Linked DNA regions of Pan troglodytes: region 1 is linked to region 2. The links are chromatin contacts, called in public Hi-C maps. All regions are on one chromosome and are shown on one strand. Each heading gives the region's core, a stretch centred on a gene start, on an enhancer-like site or on the middle of the called end of the contact. The rest is flanking DNA. Distances are from core to core; before and after follow the strand shown. Region 1 has its middle 1.4 Mb from the start of TMEFF2. Region 2 has its middle 740 kb from the start of TMEFF2.

The links. A called contact is a pair of places that touch in the nucleus more often than the background predicts.
Region 1: a Hi-C map of induced pluripotent stem cells shows a contact between it and region 2, with 2.5 times the contacts expected there. The contact joins two enhancer-like sites. A contact is called at or near these places in 2 of 7 Hi-C or Micro-C datasets (both in induced pluripotent stem cells).

Annotation. Positions count from the first base shown.
Region 1 is chr13:95,616,962-95,623,497 of NHGRI_mPanTro3-v2.0_pri, forward strand. No RefSeq gene overlaps it. Among named protein-coding and RNA genes, the nearest start is that of TMEFF2, 1.4 Mb to the left of the region's middle. Within about 2 kb of position 4,035, at least 1 of the 24 cell types and tissues checked has an H3K27ac peak or open chromatin away from gene starts, as enhancers often do. A contact at or near this core is called in induced pluripotent stem cells, where this site is marked.
Region 2 is chr13:94,987,507-94,994,075 of NHGRI_mPanTro3-v2.0_pri, forward strand. No RefSeq gene overlaps it. Among named protein-coding and RNA genes, the nearest start is that of TMEFF2, 740 kb to the left of the region's middle. Within about 2 kb of position 4,060, at least 1 of the 24 cell types and tissues checked has an H3K27ac peak or open chromatin away from gene starts, as enhancers often do. A contact at or near this core is called in induced pluripotent stem cells, where this site is marked.

The sequences.
Region 1 (6,536 bases), core at 2,785-5,284, 630 kb after region 2:
ATGGAAAGTACTGGTCAAATGCTACATAGTTTCGGTTATGCAAGACGAACAGATTCTAAAGCTCTAATGTACTGCATAGTGCCTATAGTTTACAATCCTGAATTCTATACCTAAAAATTTCTGAGAGGACAGATCTGATGCTATGTTCTTATCACAAAAAAAGAGTAACTTTTGCAGGCAATGGATATGTTTATGGCATTGATTGTGATGGTTTCATGGGCATATATTATCTGCAAACTAATCAAGTTATATACATTAAATATGTACGCTTTTAAATGTTAATCATACCTATATGAAGCAATTTAATTAAAAAAATCAGAGAAGGTCATTTTCACAATTCCACTATGGAGTTTCCAGGACCACAACTATAAAAATATCTTGAATAGATGTGAAGAGCCCTGATCTTATCAATTTGAATTACCTCCACTTCATTTCCACCTTAGTTTATATTTATACTCAAGGGTAGTTGTCATTGTGTGAGGGTCAAGGGAAAGGAAAAAGAAAAAGCAAAATACACTCCTGAAGGGTTCCCATTCAAAGGAATGCCATTTCTCCTGATGACTCTCTTCTTTCCTCCTCCAGAGCTTCTAGATCAATGCTTAGCGCCAGATTTCCACAGCTCCACTGCATCAATAACTTCAAAAACAAAGATCATAAAGTAAAGAAATTCAACACTGCTAATTTAAAGCAATAAGACTCCGAGAAATGTCTATGAAACCCTATACAGTTTGTGTTAGATAAATACAGGGAGGTAATTTTAGATTATACTAAATATATTGATATAAATGAACTGAAGAGAGATTTTTTTTTTCAGTCAATATGCTAGTTCAAGCAGCTATAAATGGTGTAACTGGGTTTTTTTTAGATTTATGTTTTGATTAGTGTGCCTATAACCTTCATTCAATAATGCCTATGGTAAATGAAGTTAAGATCTCAGAAATCCTTCAGTTTGATATAGCAAAATAATCTAAATATTTATGACAATGGTGTAAAATTAAACAGGTTCTTTAGACCTGCTCAGTTACTATCTAAATGCATTCCAGAAGAAGACATAGAACATGGTTTATTTATCCAAGGTATTTTGGAAAAAAAAATCTTTTGAAGAGAGATTCAGCATATTTGAAAAATGCTATAGTGTTTTTCTCTCTGCAGTTTGAGAATGACAGTGGAATATGCTGCCTTTGAAGTGAAATTATTAATTTTCTTGCTGGTGTTGACACTCTAGTGTGACAAAAGCCAGGTAGCAACATGTCAACCGCAAAGGACGGTTGTCATTAAGGGTAAGGTAAGTAATGAGAGTGATGTGATCAGCAGGGATGTTTTTGTCATAACTAATTGAAATTGTGGGTTTTAAAAACCAAAAGCGATGAACAACCCATTAAGTCCTGTTCTGTCTATATAGCAGAAAAACAAACAAACAAGAAAATCAACTATAAAACTGGTGAATGAAGGCCAGACATGAGACACAATGAGAGTCATGCTCCTTCACCTAATTCTAAGACTTGGTAGCATTAGACACATAGACACTATGCCTCTATCGGCATCATGTTTACCTTGTGTAAGAATTCTCTGGGTAAAAAAAAATGGAAGCCATAAGATGTTTCTTCGAAAAGGGCATCACATTGTCATAAAAATATAATTTCTAGAAAAAGATCAGATGCATCTAGGCATTCTCTATTTTTTCATCTCCCATTAAATTGGTTGTTGCCATTGCTGTCTTAATTTTCCTTCTCTCTACTACTCTACTGTGGATTTATAACACCTCCCCTGTCAGCTTCTGATATCTAGTAGCATTTATTTCACTTCCTTGCCAACTGTGACCCTAACTCTGTGGTCACAAACTGAATGTACCACCTATCCTCTGCCTTCTGGTAAAATGTCTGCTTGTTCCAAGTTTTCATATTTCTGAAATATATATGCACTTGTTTTATTCCCAGTGAAATTTTTGAAGGGCTTTCATTACATGACTTGAGAAGTATTTTCATGGGAAATATTATTTAAAATGTTGATGAAAAATGTGGTGTAGAAGACATTAAATATACACCTTTCATGTCACTTTGCTTGGAATTTGACATATACAAATATATCCAAAAACACTGAGAGACTTGTTTTTCCCTGTTGTTTCTCATGATCTTCTCTTTGTTCAAATTTATAAAATGCTTTTTTAATTGTAAAAGTCATATAAGTAAAATTTGGAAGATATGGAAAAGTACAAAGCCAAAATCTATATATATTTTAAAAGAGTGTGTAAACTGTTTATTTCTCTAATGTAATTATTACATGCATATATAATATAAAGGTATATATATACATATATACAAATATATATATATCATGTAAGCAAGTAAAAATTACACTTTACATGTAGTATTATATGTGTTATTGGCCTTTTAAACTTAATATTTTCATTTTATTATATATTCTTTGAAAACCAAATTATTAGTGAGCACCTTGTTTCTCCCAAGACCTGGAGCGAACCTGGGGAGAAGCCAGGAGACAATGGAGGGAAAACACTCCCAAGAAAATCTGCAGGCATTTTTCACAGATGTGGGACTGAAGGAAGGATGCCATTTTCAATTCAGGCTCATGACAAAGTCAGTCAGTGTTTGACAACCCAGCTGTAGTGGCCACCGTAGATATTTTAATCTCTGCCCAGAAATTGGAGTGCTTGTTCTGTAGTGGGGGAAGAGCCCCCCACAGCCAGAACTGAGTGGCTGTTGCAGTGCACCCCCAGAGTAAGTGCTAAAATTGTGCTATCTCCTGTCACTGGACTGGAGTGGGAGGACAGTTGCTGAAGCCATGGTTTATCTTGGGCAGGGTGATTTGTGGCCAGGAGAAACAGCTTTGTGGCCTAGGGACCATCTGCATATGTCATTGCTGGATGCCCCAGCCTGTTATCCTAGTTAGTCAGAAGAGTGTTCACCACCAATACTGAGGAGTGGGAGGGAGGTGGATCTCATTTGTGCTCACCCAGATTGGGAGCGTGAGCCACATCTTTATTCCCTTGCAAATAACTTAATCTAGTGTCACCCCCGCTGCTCGATGCCTGGGCACATTTCCAGGCATTCAGAGCACTTGCTTCCCTGAAATGGGGGCCTGAGCTGCCCTTCCCTTCCCCTGCAAAGACCTAGTTGTAGCAGCAGTTCCTCTGCTCTGCAGCAGCTACTCTACTTCTTGCCGGGTGACATATTTCCAGGCAACTGGCATACCTGCTCACCTGGATTAGGTGACTGAATTGCCCTTTCCTTCCTGCGAAGAGATCTTAGTGCAGTGGCACCCTGTCTGCTCTATGCCCCGGCATAATTCCAACCATTCAGTCCACTATCTTGACTGGATTAGAAGCCTGTGTCATCCCTCTCTCCAGGTCGGAAATCTTGGTACAGTGGCGCCCTCTTCCATCCACACTCAGGTATAATTCCAGGCATTCAGCACAGCTGCTTGCTTGGATTAGAATCTGAGTCTCGCCTCCCTTTCTGTGCATAGATTTTGGTGCTGCAGTACCATCTCTGCTCCACACCCAGGCGTACTTCCAAGCATTTAATGTACTCACTTGCCTGGAGGAAAAGCCTGGGCTGACTCTCCCTTTTCATCTGGAGATCTGGATACATTGGAACCCCCTCTGCTCCATGCCCAGACATATATCTGGGCATTTGGAACACTCACTCTTCTAGATTATGAATTCAGGCTGCCCCTCCCTTCCTGGAGAGCCAACTTCGGACAGTGGAGTTATCTCCACTCTACACCTTGGCACTTGTCTGGGCACTTGGCAGCTGCCCATCAGATACCCACCCCTTGGAGCTGGTGTTTGCACCTGCCATTGGGTGACATGTAGGCGAGCCTGCTTGGCATAGCCCCATTCAGCTTGGTTCCCCACTCCAGGGCTAAGCTGGGAACTGAGACTACTATCCATTTCACAGGACACACCATTGGCTGAGGCAACAGTGAGCTTCTCAAGGTTAACAAAGATCATGCATAGGGAGAAATGTGTTGGCTGCAGCCAGATCCAACCCATATTGCCACCTACTGGTGTAGACATCAAGCTGCACAACCAAACAAAAAATCTGACACCAGTGCACAGCACTAGGGAATGAGATAAGCTTCCTGAGACCTCCCCATTCTGACTCCACAGGAGGCAGTGAGCACACTCACATGTCCAGCAAATTGCTACTACAACTAGCATTTAAGAAAGTCACCATACAAAAGATATCTATAACCAAGAAACTTACATAGGCTTTGCCACTAAAGCACCTGGAACCAAAGCCAAAAAACTCTACACAACGCATATTATAGACACACCCTCAAGGGGGAAAATCTTACTCAAATGAAAGCAAATCCAAAAATGAGAAGAGGAGATAGCTAATCAGATAAGAAGGAACCAGAGAGATAATCCTGGAAGAATGAAAACACAGAGTGTTAAAACACTAACTGCCCAGCAATGGATCCTAATTAAAATGAAATCTTTGAAATACCAAATAAAGAATTCAAAATGTTGATTTTAAAGAAATTTAATGAGACCCAAAAGAAAATTGAAAGCCAATACAAATAAATCATAAAACAATTCAGAATATGAAAGAAGAGAGATATATGGTTTTATAAAACTTCTGAAAAAAGATGTGTTGACAGAATTACAAAATATAGCTGTAAGCTTTAACAATAGGCTAGTATAAGCAAAATAAAAGATTTTAGAACTAGATGGCAGGTCTTTCAAATTAACCTATTTGAACAAAAATTCAAAAGATATTTTTAAAAAAGCTTTTGATAAATATTGGATTATGTAAAGCCTTCAAAACTATAAGTAGTAACTATTCCAGAGAGAACAAAAAAATTGTAAAATAAAACATGTGGAAAATATATTCTAGGGAATAATTGAGAAAAACTTTTCTGATCTTGTTAAAGTTCTAGACATCCAGATACAATATATTTAAAGAATTCTTGGGAGATACATTGCAAGAAGGAACTCATCAAGGAATATAGTCATCAGATTATACAAAGTCAACAAGATAGAAAAAAATTCTAAAATGGGCAAGAGAGAAACATCTAATCACCTATGAAGGAAATACCATCAGACTAACAGCAGACATATCAGCAGAAACATTACAAATGAGAAGACATTAGGGTCCCATTTACAGTCTTTTTAAAGAAGAAAAAGTGCAAGCCAAGAATTTTGTATCTTGCTAAACTAAGTTTCCTAAGTGAAGGAAAAATAAAGTTGCTCCGAGTCAAGAAAACACCAAGGGAATTTGTCACCACTAGATCAGTCCTAAAAGAAATGCTCAAACGAGTTAAAAATGGAAATGGAAGGGGTATACTTGTCATCATAAAAACGTGCAGGTCACATAAAGTAATTACACAATTGAGACTGCAAAGCAAATATGTAATAATTAACATTATGGCAAGAAGAAAACCTCTCATATCAATATTAACTTTAAAGGTAAAGGGCTATATGCTCCACTTAAAATATGTCAGTTGGCAGAATGGATAAAAATATAAAAACTTTCTAAACATAAGCTGCATACAAAAAAACCCACCTGATATGGTTTGGATCTGTGCCCCCACCAAATCTCATGTAGAATTGTAATCCTCAGTGTCAGAGCGGGGGCCTGGTGGGAGGTGATTTGATCATAGGGGTGGGTTCTCATAAATGGTTTAGCACCACCCACTTGGTACTGTTCTCATGATAGTGCGTTCTTGTGAGATTTAGTTGTTTAAGAGTGTGGCAGCCAGGTGTGGTGGCTATGCCAGTAATACCAGCACTTTGGGAGGCCAAGGTGGGCGGATCACGAGGTCAGGAGATTGAGACCATCCTGGCTAACATGGTGAAACCCCATTTAGGATTGTTTTACATAATTCTCTGAAGAATCACCTTGGTAGTTTGATAGGAATTGCATCGAACCTGTGGATCGCTTTGGGCAGTACAATTTAAAGATACTGATTCTTCTGATCCATGATCATGAGATACTTTTTCCACTAGTTTGTGTCATATATGATTTATTTAATCAATGTTTTGTAGTTCTCTTTGTAGAGATCTGTCATTTTCTTGGTTAAATATATTCCTAGGTATAATTTTTAGCAAATTTTAAATACAGAGAGAGAGAAGGTGCTACACACTTTTAAACGACCAGATTTCATGATAACTCACTTACTATGGTGACCAAAGAAGATGGTGCTAAATGATTTATGAGAAACTACCCTCATGATCCAATCACCTCCCAACCTCCTGTTGGGGATTGGGAATTACATTTCAACATGAGATTTGGGTGGGGACACAGGATTCAAACCATATCAGTGATTTACCATATAAAAGAATTAAAAACAAAAACCACAGAATCATCTCAAAAGATTGAGAAAAAAACATTTAATAAAATTTGTCATTTTTTTCATGACAAAAACCCTTGCCAAACTAGGAATAGAAAGAACATACTTAAAATAATAAAAGCCATATATAACAAACCCACAGCCAACATTAAACAGAATGGGGATAAGCATTTCCCCTAAGAAATGGAACAAGACAAGGATGCCTACTTTCACCACTGGTA
Region 2 (6,569 bases), core at 2,810-5,309:
TCATTTTTTTATGGCTGAATAATACCCCATTGTGTATATCATGTTTTCTTTATCCATTAGTCTGTTGGTGAACATTTAGATTGCTTCCAAATCTTGGCTATTGTAAATAGTGTTATAATAAATATGGGAGAGCAGATATCTCTTTGATATATTGAATTTCTTTCTTTTGGGTGTATACTTAGCAGTGGGATTGCTGGATCATATGGTAGCTTTATTTTTAGAATTTGAGGAACCTCCAAACCAGTGGTTGTACTAATTTGCGTTCCAACCAACAATGTACTAGGTTTCCCTTTTCTCTGTATCTTGGCAGCATTTATTATTACCTGTCCTTTGATATAAGCCATTTTAATTGGAATGAGGTGACATCTCATTGTAGTTTTGATTTGCATTCTTTGATGATCAAGGATGTTGAACACCTTTTCATATATCTGCTTGCCATTTGTATGTCTTCTTTTAAAAAATGCCCATATTTTTAAGTTGGATCATCAGAGGTTTTTTTTTTTTCTATGAAGTTTTTTGAGCTCCTTAAATATTCTGGCTATTAATCTCTTGTCAGATGTGTAGTTTGCAAATAACTTCTTCCGTTGTGTGGTTTGTCTCTTTACTTTGTTGATTGTTTCTTTTTTGTGCAGAAGCTTCTTAACTTGATGTGATCTCATGTGTCCATTTTTGCTTTGGTTGCCCATTTGTAGGGTATTGCTCAAAAATCTTTGTCCAGTCCAACATCCTGGAGAGTTTCAGCAATGTTTTCTTTTAGTAGTTTCATAGTCTGAAGTCTTATAATTATATCTTTAATTCATTTTGATTTGATTCTTGTATATAGTGAGAAAAGTTTTAGCTTCTTTCTTCTGCTTGAGGATATTTATGTTTCCCAGCACAATTTATTGATGAGACTGTTTCCCCAATGTGTATGTTCTTGCCACCTTTGTCAAAAATGTGTTCACTGTAGATATCTGCATTCATTTCTGTGTTTTTATTCTGTTCCATTTGTCTATGTGTCTGTCTTTATGCTAGTACCATGCTCTTTGAATTACCATAGCTCTGTAGTACAATTTGAAGGCAGGTAAAGTGATTCTTCCAGTTTTGTGCTTTGTTTCCAGGACAGCTTTGGTTATTCTGGGTCTTCTGTAGTTCCATTTAAATTTTAGGATTGCTTTTCTATTTCTGAGAAGAATGTCATTGGTATTTTGATAGAAACTTCATTGCAACTGTAGACTGCTTTGAGTAGTACAGACATTTTAACAATATTGATTCTTCCAATACATGAACATGGTATATCTTGCTTTTTTTTCTCTTCATATTCTTTCACTAATATTGTATAGCTTTATTGTAGAGATCTTTCACTACTTTGGCTACATTAACTACTAATTATTTTGTTTTATTTGTAGCTATTATAAATGGAATTCATTTTTTATTTCTTTTTCAGATTGTTCACTGTTAGACAAAAATGCTACTGTTTTTTGTATGCTGATTTGTATTCGGCAACTTTTAATTTGTCAGTTCTAATATTTTTTGGTGGAGTCAAGATTTTTCCAAAACTAAGAGCGTATCATCTGAAAGCAAGAATAATCTCCCTTATTTCTTTCTTTCTCTTGTATGATTGCTTTAGCTAAGACTTCCAGTACTATGTTGAATAACAGTGGTGAAAGTAGGCATCCTTGTTGCATTCCTGATGTTAAAGGGTTTCAGAATGTGTATTCAGCATCCGTAGAATGAAATGTACTATAAATATCTATTACGTCCATTTGTATTGTAGTGTAGATAAAGTCTGATGTTTCTTTGTTGATTTTCTGTCTAAATATCTGTCCAAAGATGAAAGTGAGGTGTTGAAGTCTTCAGCTCTTATTTTAGGGGAGTCTTTCTCTCTCATTTTTACTCTAATAAAATTGGTTTTGTATATCTGGGTGCTGCAGTGTTGTATGCATACATGTTTATGATTGTTATATCCTCTTGCTGATTTTACCCCTTTGTCATTATATAATGCCCTTCTTTATCTCTTTGTATAGCTGTTGTTTTGAAATCTATTTTGTCTGATATGAATATAGCTACTTCTGCTCTTTTTTGATTTCCATTTGCAAGGAATATTTTTTCCATCCCTCTATTTTCAGTTTATGTATGTCTTTATAAGTTAAGTGTGTTTCTTGTAGGCAAGAGATTGTGAGACTTTTTTTTTTAAATTCATTTGTCCCCTCTGTGTCTTTTGACTGGAGAGTTTAATTCATTTACATTCAATATTATTATTAATACATAAAAAATTATTCCTAACATTTTGTCATTTCTTTCTAGTTATTTTGTGGTCTTCTGTTCCTGTTCTCTTGTTAGTAAAGATAATTTTCTCTAGTGATATGTTTAATTTTTTGTCTTTAATTCTTGTTTATCTATTGTATCTTTTTAGATTTAAGTCTAATAAAAGGCTTGCAGATAATATCTCATATCTTATTTTGAACTGACGACAACACTGATAGCATAATAAACAAAATAAGCAGAAGGAAAATTAATAAAAGATTCTATAGTTTACCTTTATTCCTCTACCTTTTAACTTTTTTGTTTGTCTTTCTATCTTTATGTAATGTCCATGTCTTGAAAAGTTGTTGTAGTTATTATTTTTTATTGGTTTATCTTTTCATTTTTTCTACTTAAGATACAAGTAATTTGCATGCCACAATTATAGTGTTATAATATTCTATGTTTTTGTGTATCTACTATTATCAGTGAGTTTTACACCTTCAGTTGATTTGTTTTTGCTCATTAACAACACTTTCTTTTAGATTGAAAAACTCCCTTTAGCATTTCTTGTAGTATAGATTTGGTGTTGATAAAATTCCTCACCTTGTGTTCACCTGGGAAAGTCTTTATTTTTCCTTCATGTTAGAAAGATATTCTTGGTTTATTCTACAATAAGTTTTTTCTTTCAGCACTTTAAATATCTCATGCCTCTTTCACATGGCCTGTAAGGTTGCCACTGAAAATTCTGCTGCCAGACGTATTGGAACTGTTGTATGTTATTTATTTTAAGTACTTTTTTATCCTTGGCCTTTGGGAGTTTGATTATTAAATGACTTGAGGTAGTCTTACCTAGGTTAAATCTGCTTGGTGTTTTATAGCCTTCTTGTACTTGGATATTGATATATTTCTCTAGGTTTGGGAAGTTCTCTGTTATTATCCCTTTGAATAAGCTTTCTACCCCTATCTCTCTCTCTATTCCTTTTGTAAGGCCAGTAACTCTTAGATTTGCCCTTTAAGGCTATTTTCTAGATCTTGAAGATGTGCGTCTTTCTTTTTAATTCTTTTTTCTTTTTTCTCCTCTGACTGTGTATTTTCATATAACCTACCTTCAAGCTCCCTAATTCTTTCTTCTGCTTGATCAATTCTGTTATTGAGAGACTCTGATGCATTCTTTGGTATGTTAATTGCATTTTTCAACTCCAGAATTTCTACTAGAATCTCTTTAATCATTTCAGTCTCATTTGTTAAACTTATCTGATAGGATTCCAAATTTATTTGAGTTTTCTCAAAACAGCCATTTTGAGTTCTCTGCCTGATATGTCACATATACCTGAGTCTCTGGGATTGGCTCGTTGTGTCTTATTTAGTTCATTTGGTGAGGTCATTGGATGGTCTTGATGTCTATGGATTTCTCAGTGTCTGGACATTGCATTCAAGAGTTAGCTATTTATTGTAGTCTTCACAGTCTAGGCTTGTTCATACCTTTCCTTCTTTGGAAGGCTTTCGAGATATTCAAAGGGATTTAGGTGTTGCATCCCAAGTTTTTAGTCACTGCAAACATATCTGCATTAGGGGGCGCCTTAAGCTTAGTAATGTTGTAGTTCTTGCAGCACCATAAAGATATCACCTTGATGGTCTCGAATAACATCTGGAAGAATTTTCTAGATTACCAGGCAGAGATTCTTGTTCTCTTCCCTTAATTTCTTCCAAACAAATGCTTGCTCTCTCTCTCTCTCTTTCTCTCTCTTTGTTGAGTTACCTGGTGCTGGGGTAGGGGTGACACAAGCACTCCAACTCACTACCACTGGGACTGTGCTGGGTCAGACATGAATCCAGCACTGCACTGGTCTTACCCAAGGCCCACTGTAACCATGACCTTGCTACCACCTATGTTTACTCAAGGCCCTAAGCTCTACAATCAGCAGGTAGCCTAACTTGGGTCTTTCCCTTCAGGGTGGCAAGATCCCCTGGGTCATGGGGGCACAGGGTGCTCTATTCTACAGCAGCTAAACTGGCACTGAAACCACAAAATAAAAATCCTTGCTCTCATTTCTTCTCTTTTTCCAAGTCAGAAGAGCCACTCCCCATGTCCACCACTACCAAAAGCACACAGGGAGTACTGCCTAGCTACTGCTGATGAAAGACCCAAGTGCTTTTAGTCAGCTTGTGGTGAATGCTTTCAGGCTTGAGACTTTCCTTTCAGGGCAGTGGGCTTCCCTCTGGCCAAGGGCAGGTTCAGGCGTGCCATCCAAGATGAAGTCCTGGAATGAGGTACCCCAAGAGCCAGCTTTGTGTGCTCTTATCCACTGTGGCTGAGCTGGTAGCTAAGCTGCAAGACAAAGTCTCCTCTATTCTTTTTTCTCCTTTTCTCAAGCAGAAGTGATCTCTCTCCATAACCACCACATTTGTGAATATGCTGGGACACAGCTATAGCCAGTATGTCTCAGGGTCTCAATCAAGGTCAAGAGCATGAGCTACCTGGTTACCTATGCTGATTATTCAGGGCCCAAAGGCACTTTAGTCAGTAGGTGATAAATCCTGCTGGGTGTTGGTGGCACTGAATTTCAATGCAAAGTCCCTCAGTCACTGCACTCTCCCTTCTCCAAGTGCACAGATTCTTTCTCCATGCCATATAGCTGCTAACAGTGTATGGGAAAGGGGTGGTGTCAGGAAATCAACACTGTCTTTTCTACCTTCTTCAGTGACTCTTTCACTGATATAAAGTTAAAACTAGGTATTGTGGTCTCACACCTGTTGTTTGGTTCTTATGAAGATGCCTTTTTTATTGTACATGGTTTTTAGATTTGGTGTTCCTGCGGAGAGAAGAATCCTTGAAGGCTTCTATGTAGACTTCTTGTTCTGCTTCCTTCTCTTTAAGATGTTTTGTATAAGAATCATGTCTGTACCAAATACAACAGACGCAATGTATAAGTTGCGGATCTATTTAATTCCTACCATTTCTCTCTGAAGTTTTAATTTTTGCATGTTCAGTGAGATATAAATGATATGTCATTGCAGTCTTTTCATTTTGTGGTCATCAGTGTTGTTGAATATCTTGTTTAAAGTTTATTTGTAATAGGTTTGTCTCTTATATAAAATGCCATGCCAAAAAAAAAAAAAAAAGAATCATGTCATCTGAGAATAGTGTCATTTTTACTCCTTCTTTTCCAATCTGAATGCCTTTTATTTCATTTTGTTAACTAAATGCCCAGACTAAATCCTCTAATATGATATAAATGTAAGTGGTAGGAGTAAACATTCTTATCTCATTCCTGATCTTAAGGGAGGAAGAATCCTATCTTTTATTATTAGTATGTTAACTGCGGGCTTTTGTGGATGTCTCTGATTTTATTTAAGAGTTTCCTTTCTATGCTTAGTTTGTTGAATATCACATGATTATCAAATGCTTTTTCTGCATCTATGGAGATTATCATGTAATTTTTTCCCATTGAGGTGATAAATTACATTAATCAGTTCTCAGATGTAGAACCAGCCTTGAATTCCCGGAATAAATCCCACTTGCTAATGTTACATAATTATTTTTGTTGTTGGATTCATTGTGCTAGTATTTTGTGGCATTTTTTGTAAAGAGTAAAAAGAGGCAATGTTCTGTACTTTTCTTATGATGTGTTTGATTTTGGTGTCAGGATAATAGTAACTTCATGGAATGAGTTGGAAAGTGTTTCAACTTTTGTTTTTGGAAAATTTTTTAAAGAATTGGCTATTAATTCATCAAATGCTTGGGAGAACTCAGTAGGGAAGTCAAGTGGGTTTCAGCAGTGCAGCTGTCTGAGCCGAGGCTTTTCTTCGTGGGTAATTTTTTTCAATACTACTTAAATTTTTTTACTTGTTATAATTAACTTTGGATTATCTTACTTCTTGGGTCAGTTTTGGTAGCTTGTGTTTCCAGAAAATTGTCCATTTCATATGTTATCTAAAGTGTTGGTATAAAATTGTTCATAGTATTCTCTCATAATTTTTCTTTATATTTCTGTAGGAAAGCAGGAATATTCTATTCTTCATTTTTGATTCTAGTAATTTGAGTTATTTCTTTTGTGCTTGATCAATCTGGTAAAGATTTGTCAATTTTATCGATCTTTTAAATAAATCAGTTTTGGTCTCATTGCATTTTTTCCTGTTCTTTAATTTATTAATTTCCATGTGATTCCTTATTATTTCCTTCCTTATGTTTCTATGAGTTTAGTTTCCTATTTTTTTTTCCCCAGGGCTTATGGTAGAAGGTTAGGATATTAATTGACTTTATTCTTTCTTAATATAGGAAGTTATAGCTATATGTTGCACACTTAATAATTCTTTAGCTAAATCCCAGAAGTTTTGATATA